5 separate regions of the Sus scrofa genome follow, and regions 2, 3, 4 and 5 are each linked to region 1. Evidence: chromatin contacts called from public Hi-C, HiChIP or PLAC-seq and promoter capture Hi-C data. All regions are on one chromosome and are shown on one strand. The core of a region is the stretch at or near the end of the contact, and the rest is flanking DNA. Distances in the headings are between cores, read along the strand shown.

Region 1 (2,700 bases), core at 109-2,608:
AAAAAATCTCAGTTCAATTCTCTCCTTCTTCTAGGCAACCAAATAGTTTTTCGTTGTCCTCATCATGCCCCTTTCTTGAGAAATAAGGAAACAGAATAGATATTTTTGTCAAATTCTGAAAGTACGTTTAAATAAACTCTTTAAATTCCACATAAACAGAGATACACAGGAACATCTGACACTTAGTGTACCACTCAACTAGACTTTTCTGCACAAATCTAGCAAGAGGGTCCAGTCTAGTAATAACCCTGAACAGAGCCCAAATTATACCCTATTATATCCAGGACCACAGCATTCTGCAAAACCTATGATGAAAAGGTCTAAATCCATATTCCTCTAACTGGATAGTCTTACCTAAAGAAAACCAATGCAAGAGTATTTTAAACAGTCTTAAGAAGGGACCCCTGAACTTTACATCATTTAGCATGTATGGAATGCAATGGCATCCCCAAAACTGATATATGGAGGGTCAGTGACAGTTAACATTCAACTCAGTATCTGACAACATGACAATACAAATCTCGATCAAAACCAGGACCTACTTCCAAGTTACCTTTTGATTAAATATTAACTCTATAGTGGTAGACTTAAAACAATGCATGTTGAGATACTACTGCTACTGAGTATCAACCTCACGGGTCCCTTCTAAGAGGAGGAATCAATGCTTGCCTGGAAATGTGAAAGTGGTCACTGAGCAAGTTCATCTCTGGATTAAGAACAAATGCGTTGTACAGTCACAAAGGCAAGAAAGAACTGTTAAGAGACTGTGACATTTAGCTCCTCTATTAAGTGTACAAAACTATGATAACCCCTGAGATCTGAGCTAACTATCCCTTGTTCCTAAAGACACACTGCAAAAGCACATAATGGTTTATGAATCTTGTCCTTCGCTTTATTCATGAGAATGAGCCAAGTAAACACTTCCATCACTATTTTAAGATGGAAATAAGTCAACCGCTTGATAAAGCTGGCAAGAAAACTATAAGAAATATTTCAAGTCAAATCATCCAAATAAAAATCATATTCCCTCTATTCAAGGTTAATGAGACCGGGGGAGGGAGTATGGGAGGAGAAAAGAGGGAGCTGCCTCATCCTTGACAGAAGACAGGTTTCTGCCCTTTTCCATTATCTCTGATTGTTATATCAGACATCATATTTTAAGATCCTGGTATTTCAAAGTCTCTTATTTAAAGGGTGAGGTGGAGAAAGAGTGTAAAATAAAATCAATACTCACTGCTAACTTTCATGCTGCCAAAAGCTGAAGGCTGCTGCACTGGCTTGCAGCTCTCCGCAAAGGAGGTGGTTCTGGGCCGCCCTGACATGATCACTGTCTTCCCGAATCACCTTCTTTTCCTTCCTTCCTCCTCTTCTTCCTTTTGTTTTATGTTGGGGTGTTAGGTTAATGATAAACGCAGCATTAAGTTCTCCCACAGGAAAAAAAAAAAGACTTCGTCCTCTTGGCTCTTCACTCCTTTTGTATAGCGACAAAAAAATGCGAGCGATGTATTTCTCCTTGAAGACAGATCAGTACGGATATTTAACATATAGATGATCTGGGACTGGGGAAAAAAAAAATACAATTCTCTCCCCTCCCTTTCCTTGGAGGGTAGAAATGGGTGGGAGGTCCTAAAAAATATGTATCACGTGAAACGGGGGCAAATACTTGATTGAAAATAAGTACTTTGAATATTATATTTTCCTCAGGGATTTTTTTTCCGAGTCAATGAAGAAGGGAAGCGGCGGAAGGATCACGAGTCTCACGCTTGAAAAGAAGGGGGGATGGGAAGGAGGGAGGGAGCGGGAGGGGGTGGCTCGGAGATGCGACGGGAAACGCTGCGGCTCCGGCAGCGGCGGGATCCGGCGGGCTGACGGCTGGGGCCCGGCGAACTGGAAGGCGGCGGAGTCGCGAGTCAGTCAGAGGCGGGCGGTGGCGGCGGCTCCTCTCCTCATTGCGCCAGGAGCAGCTGCAGGCGGCGGCTGGATCCAGCGGCCATGGCGGCGGCGGTGGCGGAGGCAGCTCCCTTCAGACCCCAGGCAGCGGCTCCTCGACTGCTCCCCATACGCCGGGGACATGGGAACCCGGCAACCGCTTCCGTCCCTCGGGGCCCCCTCCCCCGTCCACGGCACCGGCGCGACCGCCCTCCCTCCCGCCCCTCGCCTCTGCTCGGTCTCGCTCAGGAAGTGTCCGCGCTTTGCCCCCAGCCCGAAGCCCTGTCAGTGGCTGCGGGGCCGGCTCCTCCTCGCTTCCTTCCTTCCTTTGTCACTCGGGCCCGGGCGGCGGCGGCGGCGGCGGCGGCGGCGGCGGCAGCGGCGGCGGCAGCAGCAGCGAAAGCCCGCATTCGCCCGGGTCGGGGGCTGTTCTGTGTGAGGAGTGCCGTCTGCGCAGCCGCCTAGCTCTTCCCCAACCCCTCCCCCCTCCTACTCGTCCTCCGCCTCCTTCCTCCCCCACCCAGCCTTACACCGCCCAGCGCCCCTCCGCCCGCGTAACAGGCGTCTGAGAATTGCCGGCCGAGCCCGGCGCCCGCCCCCTTCGGCAGGGGAGCCGAAGCCCGAGCGGAGCCAATCACGGACGTCGTTTGTTTGCGGCTCCTCCCGGAAAAAGCCGATCGGCCAGAGGAGCCAATTAGAAAGTACCACTGGAAATCACGCCCAAGGGCGGAAAGTGCCGAAGATAGCCGACCGAGAAGAAGATGGGTTGGA
Region 2 (2,700 bases), core at 64-2,563, 540 kb before region 1:
GTGTAGTTGGAGGTGAACTGAATATCAGGTCTCATATTTCTTTGTATCAGTGTGAAAGGGAATTAATCCTAGAGGCATTACCTTATCTGAACATTTGGATTCAATTATAGTAATAATACTATTACAAATGACGGAGTGAAATGCTTACAATGTGAAAGCTCAGTGGTTAAAAAGGATCTAAAATTGTATATACGAAATGATCTGATTTTTTTAAAATGTGCATAATATAAAGACTAAGTATTTACAGTGGGAGTGGTGTAATGTGGGTGGTTTCTATTTCTTCTAAAATTTCTTTCTACACATAACATAAAAATTCTTACTGTGAAAGATTATGTTTCCCCTTATTTCTCTCCCTATTCCCTGCAAACTCTCCCTGAAAGGTAATCATAACTGTTATTAACAATTGGCTGTGTATCCTTTGTCAATTTACACACACGCACAGAGTTTTTTTCACATAAATATATTCTTCATTCTAAAACTTGATTTTTTTTTTTTACTTAATGAAATGTTTTCAAACTTTTCCCTTGTAAGCCTGATTATTTATCCAAAGCCTATTGATTTAAATGTCTACCTTTTTTGAAAAGTTCCGTAATTATGCCATAACTTAGGAGAAGAAATCTCATTCTCCCCTGTAAACATTCTGAGGTTATTCTAATTTTCTGCTTTGGAAAACAACTCTTCAAAGAAATCCAGGAACATTTATTTTGTGAACCCATGAGGGTATTTTTTATGAGATATTCTTATAAGTTTTCACAGCTTTTCTGCTGGAAGTGTGCATTATTTTTATCATAAAAATTTTTTTATTTAAGAACAAAAACCGTAAGTCAACAGCCTAAAATGAGATCATTTGGCTGGGTCTACTCCATGAAGGCAGGGTTCTGTCAGGGCCTAGCATCCATCTGGTACACAGCAGGTATTTAATGTCTGCAGCGAAAAAGATACAGCATAGCAAACTAAAATTATGGGGAAGGCCATAGAATTTCTACATATGGTGATTCTTTTAAGGTGACATTAATTTATTCAGACAAAATACTTTTTTCTTTGCTTTTATTTACTATCAGAATGAAAAAGTCCTATTCTGCTACCAAATAAACGACAGAGTTAAAATTACTTAATTCAACCCTAACCACCACCCTAAGAGACAGGTACTATTATTGTCCCAATTTAAGGGTGCGAGACCCAGAAGCGTGACAAAGGCGCCGCGAGGTAACGTCTTCCCAGCGGCGCGATGCCAGCAGAGGCTGAGGCCTCCACCCGAGGTCACACGAGAGTGCCCAACAGTCTCACGAGAGCGGGGGCCGGAGCCCCGCCATTTCGCGGTGCCTCGGAAGCCGAAGGGGGTGGGAGGCGCAGGTCTCGCCGCCCTGACCCGGCGCTAGGGGCCCCCGCGACTCGCTCAAGCCGAGCCCGGCGCAGCTGCAAGCGCCGGAAACTGGCCCAGGTCAGCCGAACCCGAGCGCGGTCCCCGAACTCGGCGGCGCGCTCCACCCGGATTCCCCACGCTCGGCTCGGCTCGGCTCGGCTCGGCTCGGGGCGGGGCCCTCCCCGCGCCGTGACCTCCGGGCGCCCGGGCCCGAGCTCCCTGCTCTTACCAAGGCCGCCAGGTACCCTCCCCGCCGGCAGCCCCAGCGCCTGCGCGCTCTTCTTCTCGCTGCGACCCGGTCCTCCCCGCTCCCCACCCTTCTCGCCAGGTCCCCGCGCCCCCGGCGACCCGTTACACCCGTCCGCCTCCCTCATGTGCGCTCGTCCCCCGCGGTAGCCGGGGAGCCACCTCCACCTCCTGTAGGGGCCGGGCGTGTCTCCCACTCCCAGGCACCCCACCCCTCAAAAAAGCTGCGGACTGTCCGGAAGCTGCTGCCCAGACCGCAGTTTTGAACTTGTAGTTCGGGGATGAGACTGTAAACTAAAAGTTAGAGGAGTTTAAAGAATAACAGCATCCTGAGAGCGGGAGGCCAGAGCAGTACGTAAAAGCTAGAGGAAAATTTCCTTCAGAAAGAAATACATGGTCATCGTCCCCAGCCCTGCTGGCAACTCACGAAAAGGAAGTTGAGGGCTTTGGTAGAGAGGGTACAGGGGGTTAAAAGCTGGTCTTCCTAAACCAGCTAAGCTTGGTCTCTGAAGCTCGCAACGCTGGACAGGAGCCCAGGCTGCATCTATAGCGCTCCTCCTCCCCCACAATCCAGTTTACCGGTGAGAAAATCTAATCCAGGATGGGTGGCTGCTATACAATCACACACCTGATTCTGGGCAGAGCCGAGACTGTTAGCCCAGAACTCCAGATTCTAGCCATCATTTATAAACAATAAAATATGTAATGTTTTACAAATAACTTCTGTGAGCCAAGAAGTTAAGCATGATCAGTAACTCGGTAATGGTCCGCTCAGTCTGTCTTCATCTTTCACTCTTCTCAGTTGCTTGCCAGCCTTCATGCCCTGGCCCACGGCAGTGCACCTGGAGAAGGACTCCTGGAAGCCTAAGAACTTGAACTTAACCCTGAGTAAATAGGCTTTAGGTAAGAGGAGGGGAAAAGAGCTTGAGCTGAGGGGAGGATGAACTAGTCCACCAGTCTTTAAAAAAGTGTTTGCTTGGCCTGTGCAAATGGTGTGGATGGTAGAGTGGGGGCAGATGGTGAAGGGCTTCCAGACTGGGTGCTACAGGAAATAGAGCACAATGGGGAACTGGAAATGCATGGAAAATGGC
Region 3 (2,700 bases), core at 57-2,556, 620 kb before region 1:
AAATGATGGGTAGGAATTGGCGAAGACAATGTGTATGATTCCTAGCAAAGATCAGATGAAATTACACAAATCAGGAGTTCCCTTCATGTCTCAGGGGTTAACGGACCCAATTAGGATCCATGAGGATGTGGTTCTACCCCTGGCCTGGCTCAGTGTTGGTGATCCTGCATTGCCCTGCCTTGTAGTGTAGGTCGAAGACCTGGCTCGGATCCTTCGTTGCAGTGGCTGTGGCTTAAGCCAGCAGCTGTAGCTTGGATTTGACCCCTAGTCTGGGAACTAACATATGCTGCAGATGCAGCCCTAAAAAAAGGCAAAAAAAAAAAAAAAAAAAGAAACACAAATCAGTTTAAAAATACTTAACATGCGAGCTGTCTTGTTTTTGTTGTTGTTTTTGGCCGAGGTGGCATATGGGGTTCCAGGGCTGGGGATCAGATCCGAGTACCTAAACCATAGCTAAGGAACCAGGCAGGGATAGAACCAGGCTCCCAAGTGCTGCCAAGACACCGCGGATCCTGTTGTGCCACAGTGGGAATTCCTTCATAAGCGTGCATTTTAATAAAATTATACTTTGAAGCATATGATAGCAGAGGCTGTAGTGACAGGAAATTATTGCTGGACTACCAAGCAAACATCTGAGAGAAAGTGTCCTGCCTTTTAAGAAAGAGTAGTTATATGAACCAAGGTGAATAAAACCCATCTTGTGAAGCCCTGAACCGATTCTTCTACATAAAAATGTTCTGGAAATCTGGGTGTAACTGGCAACAAGACCCCTCTTAAAAGCCTCCTAACTTTCTGAAATCGAGAATAGACCTCGCCCAACCTCAGAGGTTTCCCGAGCTATGACAGGGTGGGTTGGGCTTGTAGTTCTGCAAACTGCCTTCCCCTTTCTGTACCCCATTTGTGTTGAACACTGCACTTTCTTCATCTACATTCCTGCTTTTTAAAATAAGCTAACTTCAAACTATTGCATTTGGAGTAGATAAGCAATGAGATCCTGCTATATAGCACAGGGAACTGTATCGAGTCACTTGTGATGGAACATCATAGAGGATAATGTGAGAAAAAGCCTATGTATGACTGGGTAATTATGCTTTACACTAGAAATTGTCAGAACACTGTAAATCAACTATAATGGAAAAATAAAAATTACATAAAAAATAAAATACGCTAACCTACTTCAGCTAATGACCCGGTCTGGTTGCCTGGAAACTGCCCCACACAGTTTCACTGGCGCAGGAGGCGGGGGCCAGACGGTGCAGAGAGCTGTTACACGCCGCCAGCTCACTTCCGGCGAGTCAGCTTGCCACCTCTAAGATCCGTCCCACCTCAAACCGGAAGTGCTTCCGGCTCCGGCTCCGCCCTCGCCCAGCCCAGTAGCCTTTGCCCTGGTTGGGGCGGGACTTCCTGTCTCGTGTGTCCAAGGGCTTCCAAAGTGAGGTTAGTCTGGGAGTGCAGGTCTGTCACGGTGTGTGGCTACCGCTACGGCCGCGAATTTGCTAGAGCGTAGTGTACCAGTATTCGTCACTTATTCTTGCAGTTATCTTCGCTCTTCTCCCACGGCGCCTCCCGGAGACCTTGGGGCCCTGAGCGCCCAAGCTGTCCGGCAGGTTCTGAGGAGACCATGGAGGTGCGGCCGCCGGCTCCACGGAGCTTGCTCTGCAGGGCGCTGAATCCTTTCCCTCGGGTCTTTGCTGCTGGAGCTGTGGCCACCGATTCCAAGGGTCTTGCGGAGGACCTTAAGCTGCCTTCCTGCGTCCCGGAAGCCCGATACCCGGAATCCGGATGGGACCGACTCCGGGAGCTGTTTGTCAAAGAGTAAAAGTGCCTACGGTCTGTGGGGAGGGGCTACGAAGGAGGTGACCTGAAACCTGGGTCATCCGGGATGAAGGACCCCAGGGTGGTGTGATTTATTTTTAAACGGAATTTTGGGTTCTAGTGCTTGTACTCCAAGCTTGTATCCTAACATAGCGGCTAGGTGGTTCTTATGATTGACAGGCCGGTTTTCAGGTGGTAAAGGTGAGCCTCATTGAATGTCAGAGCTTTTAGGGATATTTAGGGAGTAGAGTCTTAGTGTAATTACCTCGATTTTACAGATTAGAAGAATTGGGCCAAGGTACTTGGTGACGCGAGAACCCACATCTGCAGGACTGCAATATTCCTTTTCTTATATAACTTGATCCCAAATTTTGATAGTTTATGACCAATAGCCCTCCTCCCCGGCGCAAAAATGGAAGTTCAGAGATAGCAGAAAGAGTTGTAAAATTTTTATTCTGCTAAATAAGGAATATATAAAAAATAGTAGCAACTATTGTCTCATCATTTTATAAAGAAATTAGCTGGATTCACAAATAAGGATGTTTCAGAATAAAAGAAATAACCCTTTAAATTGAATTAACTTTAATGGAAAACTCACGATAATTAATTTCATCATTGTTTCGTTCATCAATTACTGGTAAAAAGTTTGCCCTTTTATGAAGTACTTTACTATATACTATACTGTGTTATCAACATTGGTTAAATTAACGTCGAAGCTTTATTATGTTGCTGAGATAGTTCAGGCAGGGGAGCTGGTGGAATTGTATTAATTACTTTATTTAGGTTTCATCATCTTTGTTTTAAAGATAAGCCGCCCTTCTTATTGGTCCTTCCAAAATTTATTTGAGATATTTGTGAAGGAGCCTATATAGTATATAACAGAAA
Region 4 (2,700 bases), core at 44-2,543, 530 kb after region 1:
TCTTTAATCTTAATTGAAAACCTCTTATGTGCTGGGTTGTAAGAAATAGAAAAATTAAGATGAGGGTCATACTCATCTTAATGCTAAGCCCAGTTTACTCCTAGTGTTAAAATTATTTTGACACCTTGGACACTTGACAACTGGAACTGAAGTTTTCATTTCCCCCTTTCCACTTCACTCTCATTCTGTTTCTCATTATCTCCATTCCTAAGCTCTTTAAAAACTTGGAATAAATGGTAACTTTGCATTTCATAGATATGCTTTTCTGGAGTTGACTTTTGGATATTTGCTCTGATAGACATTGTGTCAGATGTTTGGAGCCATGAGCTGTGGTGTAGATCGCAGACCTGGCTGGGATTTGGCGTGGCTGTGGTGTGAGCCGGCAGCTGTAGCTCCGATCGATTGGACCCCTAGCCCGGGGAACCTCCATATACTCTGGGTGTGGCCCTAAAAAGCAAAAAAAAAAAAAAAAAAAAGAAGAAAAGATTAAAGAGAATAAAGAAAACAAGAAGCCCAGTTGAGCGTAAAAGATTACTACTACCTGCTATTTCACTAAATAATATAGGTTAGTGTTTTAAGCACACAGGCTCTCGGTTCAAACCAGTTCTGTCATTTACAGCCCTCCGCCTCTCTTTTCTCATCTGTAAAATGGGATAACGGGCCTGATCTCAGGATTGAGTCAATATATGCAAAGCACCTGGTACAGTTTCCTAAGCGCACGTTTGATTTCCTTAATTAACAAAATCTCTTAAAGGAAAGGTCCTAACTTTGTCTCAGCACGGCGTCTAATACCACACTCAGTATCCGCATATGTTTTAAAACAAAGGATCACTAAGCTGCGGTCATCTGGTAGACAGATGTAAAAACCTAAAAAAAACAGAGAAAGGCCCGGGCTCCGCGCCCCCAACACTTGCGAAGCCGCGGCTCGCTTAAACAGAGCAAAGTCCTCTGGGAAGTGTAGTCTTTGGGCCTTGAGAGGGATGTCAGCCCCCCGCCAGAGTCAGTTCATCCGCAGATGGGTGGAGAGGGAGTGAAAGGGGAGGATTTTCATATAACTCAAAAGTGTCGGGAGCCCCAAAGGTGGGTTAAGCGGCTCACCTGAGTCTCCCAACACCAGTACTTTCACCCGATCCAGGGACGCCATCTTGCCAGCTCCTTCCTGAGGTTAACGCCTATTCCGGGATTGAAGACCAATCAGAGCTGGGTATGGAGGGCCGAGTCTTCAATGCCATTGGCCAATCGGAATGTGACTGATTTGATTGAAGGCCTCACCGTGCTGATTGGCCTGCCTGGTTAAAAGTAGCGGGTGGTTTCTAAAACTGGTCGCAGGAATATGGCGTTTTCTTTGTCGCATAAGTGGCGTGGCTCGTTTAAGCCGGTAGTTGAGGCGCAGAGGGAAGCTGTAGTGGGAGTGTACGAGGATTCGCTTTGGTAAACCTTGTTCCCTGTTCCTTGTCCTCGGTTCCCTGGTTCGACGTCGCCTTTCAGGGTGTCTTCGTTGCTTTTTCCTTAGCTGTCCTCCTCCCCCTTACTCTTTTGAGTCGGTTCTCTGCTTGGTCCTCCAAAGAACCATTGACCCCGGAGCGGCCCATGTGCGACCTCGGGTAGGACTGGCTTGGCTGCGTCAAGTGTGGCCTCTGGACTCAGCTGGCAGAGTCCGAGGGAATTTAGGGCGTCGTGGTTGTCACAGTGGGGCGGAAACGAACATTTGGGAACGGGGCTGGTCCAGAGGTTTCGCGGTGATAATGCCACTTTATGTATGAAGCCGTGGAGACTATCGTGAAGTGTGGCTAACTGAGAAAAACCAGGTGGATGTATAGAATCCACGTTATTCCAGATTTGGAATAGTAATATATCGAAATCTAACAGAACTCCCCACGTCCACTTCTTCTTTCCCTTCATTTTGCAGTTTGCAGTCAGCAGAATCCTTTAAAATCGCTAATTTGGTGCTGTCACCTCCTGCTTAAAACCATTTGAAGTTTAAGAAGAGGGTTTTCAATACCCTACCTTTCTTTACTCTGGAAGCTGCAGTGGGGAAAGTGAATGGGGGGAGGTGAGGGCTAACAGGGTGGGCATGTTTGAAGAACACGTGCTGAGGAGACCTATTGAAAGTTTTATGGAAATACTTGACCAGCTGTTATCCATACTGGAAAATCAGTGGTGAACAAGATTAAGACCCTTGTCTCCGATGTAGACATTGAGAAAGTATAACTATTCACTGCCACCAAGAAGGGGAAAGAGCTATGGGAGCATGTGAAAGGGGGATGATTCTAAACTGCTAGGGAGAATCTGAGAAGGTGTCTCTGAGGAAATGTCATTTGAGATGTGAAAAATGATTAGGAGAAGGGACTTCGGCCTTTGTTGTGGGGGCGTGTGTAAAGGCTTGGAAGCAGAGAGCATGTGTGGCTCCTGGAATTGAGAGAATGCCATTGTGGCTGCAGATGAGGCTGAGGAGCCTAGACCCAGTACAGAGAGTGCATTCACTTTCAACTTTGTTCTTACAACTCTGCCTGGTGTTTGTGTGATTAGAATACATATGGTTTAAAAACAAAAGCAACTTGCTTTCAGGGGTCTGGGTTAGGTAGGGTAGGGTTGTAGGTGAGACTGATAGGTGACTGATGGACTGATAAGACTAAAAAGAAGAAACCAGACATGGCCCCCAAAGGTCACACACTCAAAAGTCTCCAGAGGCCAGCCAAG
Region 5 (2,700 bases), core at 157-2,656, 660 kb before region 1:
GAACTACTCAGATTCCAATGGCTCAGAGCCTAAGTTCTAACCTAAGCTCTGTTCAGCATTAGGGAAGTCACAATTTGTATCTTCTGTAATTTGACTTGTTTCACACGGAAGATATTACAACCAAGTAGAAGTTTACAAAAAACACCACACATATACATTTCCAATTCATATGCACTATTTTGCAGTAGGCCTTGTGAAATACAGAAGAATCAGCACTGTCCAAAATGTAAGGTTTTGTTACCAAGGGGATCTGGATTCTGAGATCAGCTGTCACATATTATCAGTCTTTGAGGTATTTAACCCCTGAGTTTCCTCATTAGGAAAAAAAAAGGCGTTCCTTGTCCTACAGAGGTTGCTATCAGGACTGACAAAGATGGGTGAAAATACTTCAGAAGGTCTTTTAAGTCTTTAAATGTAAAGCTGTTCAAGTGGTATCTCCATATGTTAGAATGAAAATACTGAAAAAAGTTCAAGAAGATGCCCACTCCAGAAAACTGATGTAAATCATCTAAAAATTACTGAAACTGTAGGATTAAAAGATCAGTAATACATAAAGACCCTAACTGAAAAGAAACTGTGCTTGCAACTATCTATAGCAAATATAGATACCAAAACTGTTTCCTAAACAATACAATTTAAAAACTGAAGAAGGACATCGTGGAAAATCCCTTGTTTTCAAAACGTTACAGTAGAATCCTATGTTTCTTCTTCCAAACAGCTTTCGGCTGCAGACTAACAAACGCCAGGTGCGACAAAGTTTTCAAACCGTTGGATGGAGGGGCTGCTGGTCTTTGCTCAATTAACGTGCAAAGGAAATAAAAGTGAGGGACAAAAAATTGGGACAGAAGAGAGGCAAGAGGATCAGGTGGGGGCGGGGGGCGGCAAGAGACCACAAACTTCAACAGACTGGCCCTTAACAGGGGGCCACAAAGCGGTCCCCGCTGCGCAACCCGGAGGGCCGAAGCAGGCCCAGGACAATCGGACAGCGCGGCAGCTCGGTAATACTCACGCATGGAGAAGGCCCGGCCAGTGGGGCGGGATCCCTGGGAAGAGGCGGCTGCTTTGCAGGCTAGACCCCAAGCAAGAGAACACCCTGCCCACGTTGAGGAACTCCAAACCAGCTGCTTGTTTGCAGACCGTCCGCTCCAGGAGAGTCGAAGAAGGGTGTCCAGGCTTCGGGCTGCCAGACCCAGACTCCGAGTCAATGCCAGAGTCAGAGCCAGAGCTAAAGCTAGAAGTAGAGCCCGGCCCCGTCAGCAACCATCCTCAGCCTCCATTACCGCGGAGCTGAGCAGACGTGGCAGCGCACAGCGATGACGTCAGCTTCGCGACGGACAGCCGCCCCAGCAGCGAGTTGGCCCCCGGAACTGCACCGGAGCCAGGGGAGCGAGCTCTCCACCTCCCCGGGCGTGCACCTGCGCAGTGAGACTCGCCTTTTCTGCTGGGCTCGCGGCCCCGCCTTGCTCGCCTGTGCTGGCCCACGTATTTCCTTCCCAGACCTGTCACCAAGCCCTCGGAAGCTAGGGGTCCTTCCTGTTATCTCAGTCTCCGAGTAACAACCGTGTTCAAGTTTATTGCCCCCGTTTTACTGGGGGATGTTGGGAGACTTAACTGCTAAAGTAAAGGAGCCGAAGACGCCAAGTCGTGCTTCAGCAACCAACCGTGCGCGTATTTTATGTTAAAAAAAGGGCTAGATGCTGGAGTTACAAAAGTGAAGATCACAAAGAGTTCACAGTCTAGTGGAAAAAACAAGACACCAGGAAAACACAGTAGTTAAAATTTATCATAATAAATGCAACTTTAAAAGTACACCCAAGGTTCAGAGATGGCATGCAAGACAGGGTAATAATCTCTGGAATATAGTGCTCCCAATACCAAGAAAATCTTCACAGAGCTTGGGGTTTAAAGCCAAGACTGCAAGAATGAATAGGCAGTTTATGGGAGAATAATTTAGTAAAGGAAGTGGCAGATTAAAAAGGTAAGAAAGTGAGGGACATCATGCGGAATTCAGAAACTGTCAGTAATCTGATGTTAGAAGAAGAGTAAGAGTGTCAAGAGGAGCACTTGAATCTTGCTCTGCAGATTTTAAGCACATAGGGAAAGCCCTTTATGTCCAGTATATGATTAGTTAACCTTCACTGAGAGATTTGTTTGGTGCCAGACACTAGACTGGTAGCTTTACATATTTCATTTAAATCTCTTAACGTTTTGGTATTATTTTATAGAGAAAACTAAAAGTAAGAAAAAATAATTTGCTGATACCCAGTTAATATAACCCAGCTAATCAATGACAGAACCAAATTTTAGAGCCAGAATAACCAATATCAAAACTAAAGCTAGTGATATTTCTAAATATTCTTTTTCCCCCGTGTATTTTTTTTTTTTTTTTTTTTTTTTAAGGCCACATCCCTGACATATGGAGGTTCCCAGGCTAGGGGCCCAATCAGAGCTAGAGCTGCAGGTCTACGCCACAGCCATAGCAACTAGAAATCGGAGCCTTCTCTGCAACCTACACCACAGCTCATGGCAACTCCAGACCTCTTGGTTCCTAGTTGGATTCCTTTCTGCTGTGCCACGACTACAGGAACTATGCCCCAAGCATTCTTATACTTTAATTCATGCAACATAGATCACCATATATTTTCATTGTATTCACCTGTAGGCTTATGGTACATTTCTTTTCATATTTGCTCTGTTAAT

The links. Promoter capture Hi-C pulls out the DNA fragments that hold promoters and counts their contacts. A called contact is a pair of places that touch in the nucleus more often than the background predicts. HiChIP or PLAC-seq counts read pairs in DNA pulled down with a chosen protein or histone mark.
Region 2: an H3K27ac HiChIP or PLAC-seq map of alveolar macrophages shows a contact between it and region 1. The contact joins the promoter of ADPRH here to the promoter of GSK3B in region 1. A contact is called at or near these places in 2 of 2 datasets of contacts at active chromatin or transcription factors (alveolar macrophages and skeletal muscle).
Region 3: a contact with region 1 is called in a Hi-C map of liver, with 4 times the contacts expected there. The contact joins the promoter of TIMMDC1 here to the promoter of GSK3B in region 1. A contact is called at or near these places in 5 of 47 Hi-C or Micro-C datasets (embryonic fibroblasts, heart right ventricle, liver and 2 more) and 2 of 2 datasets of contacts at active chromatin or transcription factors (alveolar macrophages and skeletal muscle).
Region 4: a contact with region 1 is called in an H3K27ac HiChIP or PLAC-seq map of alveolar macrophages. The contact joins the promoter of GTF2E1 here to the promoter of GSK3B in region 1. A contact is called at or near these places in 3 of 47 Hi-C or Micro-C datasets (heart right ventricle, liver and skeletal muscle) and 1 of 2 datasets of contacts at active chromatin or transcription factors (alveolar macrophages).
Region 5: a contact with region 1 is called in a promoter capture Hi-C map of fetal liver, with 2.8 times the contacts expected there. The contact joins the promoter of TMEM39A here to the promoter of GSK3B in region 1. A contact is called at or near these places in 1 of 5 promoter capture datasets (fetal liver), 2 of 47 Hi-C or Micro-C datasets (heart right ventricle and skeletal muscle) and 1 of 2 datasets of contacts at active chromatin or transcription factors (alveolar macrophages).

Annotation. Positions count from the first base shown.
Region 1 is chr13:140,135,824-140,138,523 of Sscrofa11.1, reverse strand. It overlaps GSK3B (glycogen synthase kinase 3 beta), which reads right to left and starts at 1,358. Exons shown (of 11, transcript NM_001128443.1): 1 at 1,235-1,358. The coding sequence starts at 1,322.
Region 2 is chr13:140,679,877-140,682,576 of Sscrofa11.1, reverse strand. ADPRH (ADP-ribosylarginine hydrolase) reads left to right here and starts at 1,313. Exons shown (of 5, transcript NM_001244347.1): 1 at 1,313-1,604; 2 at 2,412-2,512.
Region 3 is chr13:140,757,304-140,760,003 of Sscrofa11.1, reverse strand. TIMMDC1 (complex I assembly factor TIMMDC1, mitochondrial) reads left to right here and starts at 1,306. Exons shown (of 8, transcript XM_021070323.1): 1 at 1,306-1,437; 2 at 1,538-1,815. The coding sequence starts at 1,622.
Region 4 is chr13:139,608,076-139,610,775 of Sscrofa11.1, reverse strand. It overlaps GTF2E1 (general transcription factor IIE subunit 1), which reads left to right and starts at 1,293. Exons shown (of 5, transcript XM_021070303.1): 1 at 1,293-1,431. It overlaps RABL3 (rab-like protein 3), which reads right to left and starts at 1,612. Exons shown (of 8, transcript XM_021070305.1): 1 at 1,099-1,612. The coding sequence starts at 1,144.
Region 5 is chr13:140,795,804-140,798,503 of Sscrofa11.1, reverse strand. TMEM39A (transmembrane protein 39A) reads right to left here and starts at 1,406. Exons shown (of 9, transcript XM_003132656.6): 1 at 1,010-1,406.